Linked DNA regions of Sus scrofa: regions 1 and 3 are each linked to region 2. The links are chromatin contacts, called in public Hi-C maps. All regions are on one chromosome and are shown on one strand. Each heading gives the region's core, a stretch centred on a gene start, on an enhancer-like site or on the middle of the called end of the contact. The rest is flanking DNA. Distances are from core to core; before and after follow the strand shown.

Evidence for each region. A called contact is a pair of places that touch in the nucleus more often than the background predicts.
Region 1: a Hi-C map of fetal heart ventricle shows a contact between it and region 2, with 3 times the contacts expected there. The contact joins two enhancer-like sites. A contact is called at or near these places in 3 of 47 Hi-C or Micro-C datasets (fetal heart ventricle, heart right ventricle and skeletal muscle).
Region 3: a Hi-C map of heart right ventricle shows a contact between it and region 2, with 4 times the contacts expected there. The contact joins two enhancer-like sites. A contact is called at or near these places in 2 of 47 Hi-C or Micro-C datasets (fetal heart ventricle and heart right ventricle).

What each region holds. Positions count from the first base shown.
Region 1 is chr6:107,468,938-107,472,025 of Sscrofa11.1, reverse strand. No RefSeq gene overlaps it. Among named protein-coding and RNA genes, the nearest start is that of GATA6, 190 kb to the right of the region's middle. Within about 2 kb of position 1,380, at least 5 of the 83 cell types and tissues checked have an H3K27ac peak or open chromatin away from gene starts, as enhancers often do.
Region 2 is chr6:107,385,396-107,388,676 of Sscrofa11.1, reverse strand. No RefSeq gene overlaps it. Among named protein-coding and RNA genes, the nearest start is that of GATA6, 100 kb to the right of the region's middle. Within about 2 kb of position 1,831, at least 7 of the 83 cell types and tissues checked have an H3K27ac peak or open chromatin away from gene starts, as enhancers often do.
Region 3 is chr6:107,301,661-107,304,704 of Sscrofa11.1, reverse strand. All of the region lies in intron 5 of GATA6 (GATA binding protein 6), which reads right to left. Among named protein-coding and RNA genes, the nearest start is that of GATA6, 19 kb to the right of the region's middle. Within about 2 kb of position 1,749, at least 19 of the 83 cell types and tissues checked have an H3K27ac peak or open chromatin away from gene starts, as enhancers often do.

The DNA of each region.
Region 1 (3,088 bases), core at 131-2,630, 84 kb before region 2:
TTTCAACCTAAAAGAGTGCATTTACAGTAGAGGCATCTCTGCTATACTTGGACTTACTCCACATAAGTGGTTCATCCATCCAGGTAGTCACCCTGCACATTCTGATTTTGGGTCCAAGCTCATGGCCTAGCACTGCTCTGTTAAGAAAAACACCTATGTGAAGAAACAGTGGGGTACAGCTGCTGGCTTTTCTCAAACCCATTCCCTTCTTTCCTGGCACAAATCAGGATGTCTTCCCTGCATGCGCCATAGGTAGGTGTGTACCTGTGACCAAATTTTAGACAATGGATCTAAGCAGAAGTGGCAGGTATCATTTCCAAAAGGGCCCATGGCAGCCTTTCCACCTGCAGTGCTGCAGGCTTTTCTTACTCCTGCGGGCTTGATGGAAATGCGCTTGGTGATCCCAGAGGCCTCTGGTGCATGAGGAGCCCCAACTTGACAGACATGCCTGCCCATCATCAGTGCACACTGCTCAGAAACTCTCATTTTCTTTCTTTCTTTTTTTTTTTTTTTTTTTTTTTTTTTTTTTTGTCATACCATGGCACACAGACGTTTCCAGGCCAAGGATCAAACCCATGCCACAGCAATGGCAACACCAGATCCTTAACCCGCTGAGCCACCAGGGAACTCCCAGAAACACTCATTTTCAATGTGAGGCAAGCAAGACAGTCAGTTCTAATTATATGAAGCTACCGAGATAGGAGTGTTTGCAAAAAAAGAAAAAGAAAAGAAAAGAAAAAAAAAACCTCTCAACTAAAGGAAAGGGACAGAGATGAGGAATGACAACAAATTCAGTTGGAAAGTACAATAAAAGTCAACTTTGAATAATTGGATCTCTACAGCTATTCCACATCAGTGGTGTTTATATAAGAGTAGTTTCCTCCGAAGTCTTTAGCAACTCATGAATCACGGTGCTTATCCTCACCCAGAGACAGCTCCGGGGACAAGGGAAAGGAGCCTGTGATGGGAGGGAACCCCCACGGGCCCCATGTTCATGTTTCAACCTTTATCCTCGCCCTGGGAAGAAGCAGAATATCATCTCCAGGTGTCCTCCACTATCTTTTCTTCACCCCCACACTCAGCTATTACCAGCACCCCCACCATTCTTAGACACACCCTGCATTTACTATGTGACAACTGAGCAGGTTATTCTGTGTGACTGGCGGAGACATAGCCGCAGGGCTGTCAGAAGACCTGGGCCCCAGGCCCCATGGAGAAACAACCTGGAAGCCGGAATCGAGCCCCTGAATCTCCCTCTGACTGTTTTTCATCCGCAGAACAGACGTCAAGAAGATTATGGGCCACTTACCTCACGGGGCTGTTGTGAAGGGCAGAGTGAGATCATAGGCTTAAATAAGATGCAAGGTATTGTATTTATTTCTAGAACTGGCAGAAATACAAAACTAACTGACTTCCTAGCCTCGAGGAAGTTGCCTGAATAGTGTTTCATATGGACTTTTAGCCCAAGGATTTTGAAGATCCCTCAAACATTTCCTTGCTTTCCCTAAACAAGCCAGCTATGGTCCATCTCTTTGGCCAATGAGAGGTTGCTGTAAATCTACAAATCAGGACCTTGCTTTCAACAGCTACCAATTCCCACACTCATCTGGATACGCTGCATTAGAATGCTCAATAGTTACTACGTTACTAAGTCTCCTACAAAATATTTCCTATTCTTATGTAATGGTAGGAACCCTCATGCTCTTCTCAGAGTCAGTCTCCAATGTTAGAAGGGCTCATCTCTCTTCCTGGGTCACCTTGTTGTTCTTATACATCATTCTTCTCTATCATGTTCTTTGCCTCCACTTTAACACAATGTCCCCAAGTCCTAAAAATGCTCAGCTCACCCACGTCACCGAGAGGCCAGATTTGCAAGGATGCTTGCAGGGGAATACAGGAAGTTCAAATTTGGCTGTGCTATTAAGTGCATTCAGAGGAACACCAGTTCATGGTCACATTCAGTACAGCTGCTTGATGTATTAACTCACATTCAGGAGTCCAAAATTTCATGTGTGGCCGCTTCCTGTTTCCAGTTTTGAAGGAACTTGTCAGGTTTCTCTGCAACTGCACCACAGCTTGAGGTGGTGAAGGTGGCTGGAGAAACGCTCTCCGTTGTTTGAAGGTTGGAACAGGACATTTCTTCACCCTGAGCTTCTGCGAGGCTCTGACAAGCAGACAAGACAGATGAGCCTGGCATGTGGAACAGTTCTCCTCTGTGGGGTTAAGTCCCTTGCAGGGAGAGCAGGACTCTGAACTTGAGGTTGATTCACATGGGCCTATCTTAGCAAAAATTTTTCTCAACAGTCGAGACCTAGAGCTACATGCTGCTGTCTGAGTGTGGGGAGAGGATTTAGAAACGACATTGTGTGGTGCCTACAAGTGGTGCTATTCCATGCTGATTAAGAGTCCAGCCTTTTGCCAAGCCTGTGCCCCTTCAGCTGCCACCATCCAGACTTTATCTGTCCTCAGGGACAGTCCCCAGAGCCCCTGACCCCTGAGGCTCACCACAGTCATTCCCACCCACCCCATCTCTCCTTTTTCAGGGACACCCCAGCAGCTGCAGTCACTTGATATGAGTTTAAGGAGGATGACAGGTTATTAAAGAAAAGACGTGGAGTTCCCATCATGGCTCAGTGGTTAACAACTGGGAACCATGAAGTTGAGGGTTAGATCCCTGGCCTCGCTCAGTGGGTTAAGGATCCGGTGTCATGAGCTGTGGTGTAGGTTGCAGATGCGGCTTGGATCCCGCATTGCTGTGGCTGTGACGTAGGCTGGGGGCTACAGCTCCAATTCGACCCCTAGCCTGGGAACCTCCATATGCCGCGGGAGCGGCCCTAGAAAAGGCAAAAAGACTAAATAAATAAATAAATAAATATTTAAAAAGTAAACAAAAGACTTCATTTCTTGCTACTCATCCTAAGTGGACTTGTCTGTTTCCCTCCTTCCTACACACACGCACGTATGTACCCACACATGGGCATAAGCTGGTGTGCAGAGGAAAAGCCCAGACCTTAACAAAATTACTCCCCTTCTTTGAGTTTCTTTGTCCCTTCCTCAAATTGGAGGTGATGTAACCTATCTAAATGAG
Region 2 (3,281 bases), core at 582-3,081:
GTGCAGCTCTAGAAAAAGGCAAAAAGACAAAAAAAAAAAAAAAAGTTTCCAGATTTCAAATTTCTACCAGCCTTGGACCGAGGTTCAGCTCTTCACACATTATCTTAACTCATCACAAACCCCCCTAAATTCAGTGTAATTTCCCCCACTTTGCAGACGAAGAAATGGAAACTAAGAAGGCTGCTGGGTTTGCTGAGGCCACACAGCTGGAAAGAACAGAAAGTAAGAGGTGGCTTAAAGTCAGTGTCTGTCCTCAGGGCCATCCATGCCATCTCAAAGGGACGTTTTTCAGCGTCCCCGACATTATTTAGATGCAGCTGTTAAAGCACATGAAACTCAAGGGCAATGTCTATTAGAAAACCCCTGTGTGTATACGAAAAAGAATTTGCTGGCAAGTGTAAGTGATGAATTTCCAATTGCTGACCTATGGCATCCATCACGAGTAGAGAAATGTCTACGAAATCCTTCATGTAAAGTCGAACATCTGTCGAACTGGCCTCCTTTTTCTGCAGCACGTAGGGCTTTAGCCCCCATGGATGTTGGCACAGGGCGATCAGCTTGCCAGGAGAGTGAGGCTTGCACCCGTGCCCTGGAACATCTCTGAAATTCCTGTCTCCGTGTGTAATGTTTGGACCGTCTCTGAGCACCATCAGCCGGCCTGTACTACATCCTTGACACGTCTGCAGACACTCTGAGGGAGGTGGGGTTGAGAGAAAGAAGTAAAGCCCAGAAACAATTGAGCCCTAATAGTTCCAGCTCTACACAAGTGCTATTTTGGTATCTGGCCTTGTACCTGACAAATGAATGGGAATTCTGAGTGGAAACATAGATGTCCATTAGTAGGAGAAATCAAGGAAGGGGCGGGCCCCTCGTAACACCCTCTTCATTCTCAGCTGCTCTTTCATCTGACCTTGTTCCCTCAGAGGACAGGGAACACGCCAAGGTCTTCTTCCAATGTCTACACCCAACTGCCACTTTCGTTTAGCTGTCCTTAAAACGTCCTATGAGAAAACAGAAGCCATATCATGAGAGCACACCCGCTAAAGCCTACAAAATACACCCGTGTACTGTGGTTTATGTACATGCTTCTCACAGCAAAACCAGGGACGTCAGCAGGGCCGATATCACTGTGCGCATCTTACAGATGAGGAAACTGAGGCAGCAGGAGCTCAGGCAATTAGCCAAGGTCACGGAATCGGAAAAAGCAAAACTCAAATCTAGGATCCCATTCATCTGAATCCAAGTCCACAGCTCTTTTATCTCACCATGTATTTTTTTTTAAATCACAGCCATCCGTGCTAGAAAAAAAAATACATAGAAAACATCTGGGAAAGTACCAGGACAGGGCGCTAAAGTGAGGACGCGCATTCCCCCTGGAGACCCCCCAGGTGGCAGCCCTATACATGGGTGTCTTCACCTGAGTCGCCGGGCCTGCCCACCTGCCCCCGCCTGTGGTTCCCCTGCCCTCTGCTCTGGCGGCCACTCTGCTCCACAGGCCCGCCGGTGTCAGGAGCACCCCCCGCCCCCCTCCCCGGAGCTGCAGCTGGGGTCCCCGCCTTGTCCTAGAGGGCCACTGGCCACATCCTGCCTGCCCTGAGCCCCGCCAAGACCGAAAGGCACAGTCCAGATGATATTCGTCATCTTCGGGCTCCTCACACGAGAAGGTAAATATCCTCTTCCCCAGTTTACGAAAGAGCAAACTGAGGCTGAGAGATAGGAATCCTGATTGAGCCCAAGGTCACGTGGCCAGTTCGCAGCAGAGCCGGGAACCGCACGCCCACAATGGCCGCCCTTTGCTTATCTCCTGTGAGCACCCGCGCTCGCGCAGGCCCAGTGCAGCTTAGCAGGGACCCCGAGGCACTGCCCAGGCGTGGGGAACCGGCCTGGGAAAGGGGCCCAGCTTTCCTGGCTTCCAGTCTGGGACTCGAGCCATGGGACCACGCCACTGTCCCTCGGTAAATCAATCTGGAATTGGACGCTGAGTCCCATTAGAATGAGGCAGTCAGGTGTGAGGGTATTTTCCAGATGACAATTAGGGAAAAGAGAAAAAAAAAAAAAATGGAGTTCAGGTTAACGCAGAGATCTATGGCCCAAAATACCAAAAGGGAAAGTACGGTAATTCACAGAGGGCTTAAAAAGAAAACAAAGGAGGGAAAATTGAAACAAAAGCTATCTCATTGACGATCTGCCATTTCCTTTTTTCCAGTTGCTTTTTTTTTTTCCGTCTTGGGAAACTGGCATCTGTCTCTCCCCTCACCAAACACATAACATGTAAAGACAAGGGCTTGAATAGCTGGTCTAATGAGGCATTAATAGAATGTGACTGCAGAGCCCAGGTATCCAGGTCCCCTGAAGGACACCAGGCCTCTGTCCCCTGAAGGACACCAGGCCTCTGTCCATAGCCAAGCAAAGTGTTCCACCTGCTTGGGAAGCTATTTATTGACACTCAGAGGTTTAGACAAGGCCATGGGTTTTTAAATAGGCCACTTTCCTGAATTTTATTGCTTGGTTCCATAGTGTTTAGCTGAAAATAATTAACTTTTCACAGTGTTACTTATACTGAGCTTCCGTTTAGCAAGAGCAAGTTTTTAAAAGAGAGCTGAGAGCTTAGCAGAAAAACAAACAAATATGTAAAGAATCCAAAAAAAAAAGGAAAATCCACCACTGGGCTGGTCACCTTTTAGTTTTTTTAATTTGAAAGAATTACTAAATGTTCTCGAAGTTGCTAAACCAAGTAAGTTTACTACTTAAAAGCCTTGTGATAATGGCATGGCTCCACTGTGTCACCAAATGAACACAGATGGTTCATGGCTTCCTTCCTAATGGCTGGAGCTAAAGGGGGCACACCTTTGCAGGCTGCTCTGGCTGGTTCATTTCATCTAATTTTACTCTGCTGGTTGGGGGTATGGGAGTGGCAGGATTTCTAGGAACAGCCTCCAAGATTCCACACCCAAATGCCCAGAACCTGAGAATGTGTTGAATGATCACATCATGTTATATTACATGGCACCTTGACCTCAAGAGGGGGAGATAATCCAGGCTGGTCTAACCTAGTCACATGGGCCTATGAAAGCAATGAATTTTCTCCAACTGGTGACAAAAGATGATGATAGGAAAAGGCAGAGGGATTAAAGCATGGGGAAGAATGTACCACTGCTGCCTCCAAGATGAAGAAGATGACCAGCAAAGGAAGGTGGGCAGCCCCAGAGGGAGAGAAAGGCCTGGGTTGATGGCTGACAAGGAAATGGACCTCAGTCTTACAACCGCCAGGAAGTAGATTC
Region 3 (3,044 bases), core at 500-2,999, 84 kb after region 2:
CGCAGATGCGGCTCAGATCCTGAGTTGCTGTGGCTGTGGTATGGGCCGGCAGCTGCAGCTCCGATTCGACTCCTAGCCTGGGAACTTCCATATGCCATGGGTGCAACCCTAAAAATTAAAAAAAAATTTTTAAGGGGGGGGCGGTTTCAGGAGCCTGGATGAGCATCCTCGTCTGGCCATCTCTACTAGAAAAACTGCACCTGGTCCAACAACCAAGCCACATTTACAAGAAAGCAGTATGAAGTGCTAAGAATCATAATGAATGAAAAATTGTTGCTATCAGGGAAATAAAAGTAATTAAATATGGTAATTTTGACACAATAGCTTTATATCTCTAAATCCACTCCCACCCCCTGCATTAAGAAAGAAAGTAAGGATTGGTGCCTTGGGATGAAAAAAATGCCATGCAAATAAAGCACATTGCTATTAATGTCCAAAGTCCTATTTAAAACAGTGCTATTCTTCAGCTTCAAAGTGGTCAGCAGGCATCTCCCACTTAGGCTACTCCTAAGGACCAGATGGTAGAAATTACTTTTCCCCTTTAGTAGGAGGAGGAAAACAGAGGCTTTACAAAACCTTGGCAGCCTGCTACAGTCACACATAGAGCTGGGGCTAGCACCGGGCTGCCTGACTGTTTCCATCTAGCTGCTAATCTGAGAAGCCCCGAGAAAAAACTTCAGCCCACATTCAGGCTTCACCATGAATCAAGTGACTAAACCTAACGAGAGCTTTAAATTAGAAGTATGTGTGTTTAAGAGGATAAACATACAATTCTAGAGCATGTGCACCAGCTCTGGAGAAGCCATGCCATGCTAAAAACTACCCAAAGGGGCAGTACAGCACGGAAATTATCATTTAGACATTGTCAGATAATGACTTGGAACTGTTTACCCCAAAGACTCCAACAGGACATTGAAATCAACACCTGATATTTGTTCAAACTTTTCTTAAAATCTGAGGCCAGTAAAACAATCTCTTCATGCTCTGGCTCACAGTCTCTGCTATCCTACCAAGACAGGTAGCTGAATTATGAATGATCACATATGTCAACACCTGTCTTGGGAGATGCTTTTTAAAATTATTGAAATTTCAGAGACAATTAACAGATAGGTCGAAACACAGAGCTAAGAGATTGTATTTAATTCATATCCATTAGATCTTCATATTGCTAGTAACTCTTTTGGCAGACACCCATGAAATGCATAATAAATTACTTTTGTTCCAGTAAAGGAATTCATTTTCTTCGAAGATTCATTTAGCAATAACATTTCAGAGCATTCTAAGCCAGATTTCTTAAAATTTGGCCACGTCTTCCCGTAACGTTATTTCATGTTTTGTGACAATTTTGTATATTCTTATAGAAGCAGGGGAGGGTTTGCAAAGTATCTGTAATCCACAAAGCAAGGTTGTATTCTTAAATGTAGCCTTCTAACCTGAGGTCATATGAAAAGATGAGTAACACTCTGCTTACACTTAAATTACCTAGAATTCTGGCTTTTAGATTGTGATAATGAGTCACTTATTAAACAAACCACAGTCCTGTGATAAATTGGGTGGCCACATTTATTATAAACTATTTACAGAGCAATACAGTTTTACTGTTTCCCAGTATACATACAGTCATTGGATATTAATGTAGCAAATGTATTTCTAGCTACTCACCATTCCCCATGACATACACACGCGCTCCATTCCCCATGACATACACACGCGCGCGCGTGCACACACACACACACATGCACGCGCACAAGGAAAAAAAGACTGAAGTCTAGAAAAGGCCTTCAGAGCAAAGTGAAAGTATGCAAACTCTACACGCTTCAACATTCCCTGCCAGGGTGACGTGTGACTTTCGTGGCGAAGGCCAAAGTGGTCAGACAAGGAACGTGAGTGAGTTATTAGAAGGGGCTGTGAAAGAAGAAAGGGAGCCTGGCACGTAAGGAGCATGAAGATAAAATGCCAACAAAATATTTATGTTCATGGCCTGCAGCAAGTGGCAAGTGGGATATTAATAACTGTGATGATTGGCTGACTCCCTGGGAGCGGTGGGAGACGTCGGTTCCAGCCCGGGCTTCAACGCGGACTTGGTTTGTGACCTTCTGGAGTCATTCTGGATCCTGGTTTATAAATGAGGCGATAATAATACCTAAATGCAACGCTCACAGACCCTCGTGGGAGATTAATGCCTTTCTGCTTTTTTAATTTAGTAAAAGATATCTTGGACTATAAACTCTGGGGAGAAAATGGACACTTTCCTCTTAAGAAATGCATTTTTAATGATTTTGTAAAAAAAAATCAAAGGCAAGTTGGACATTTCTGAAAGTTCCAACTAACTAGCACTTAGTGTGTATGGGTTTAAATAACACCATCAGGAGGATTTTAGTACCACAATCTGTATTTCATATTTTAAGGGAGAATTTTTTTTTTTTTTTTTTCATTTTTTGGCTGCACCAAAGTTCCCAGGCCAGGGATCGAACCTGCGTCAGTCACAGCAACAACCCAAGCCACTGCAGTGACAATGCCAGGTCCTTAACCTGCTAAGCCACACAAAAACTCTCATTTTAAAGGAGACTTTTTATCTTCACATTAACAGTAAGCTTTACTACCTATTATCTTTTCTATTATCCAACTAGCAAAGCCCTAGAACTATAAAGTATTATATCAGTAAGTATAACGTTTAAGAAGAAAATTCATATATACAATGCTCCTTACATGTTTGGTTATAAGCAAATCACTTTTCAGATGTTATTTTCATGGCTATATTTGATACTGAAATAGCTAACCAAAATTAGATTTCTTTGAGGAAATGTTATTTCTTCTCTCTAAAGACTTCAACATCACATATTCTATCATATAGTAATCCAGTGTGCCTTAGTAATAAAAACATTGGCTCTGACTCTGCCAGACCTGGGTCCAAATCCAGCCTCTAAATCTGGTACATAGCCTTGGGCCTATTCTTACTGAGTCTCACTCCCCCAAATGGAAAAAGGAAATAAAAACACCTCATTTGTAGAGTGATAATCGGGAATTTAAAAGGTACACGAAAC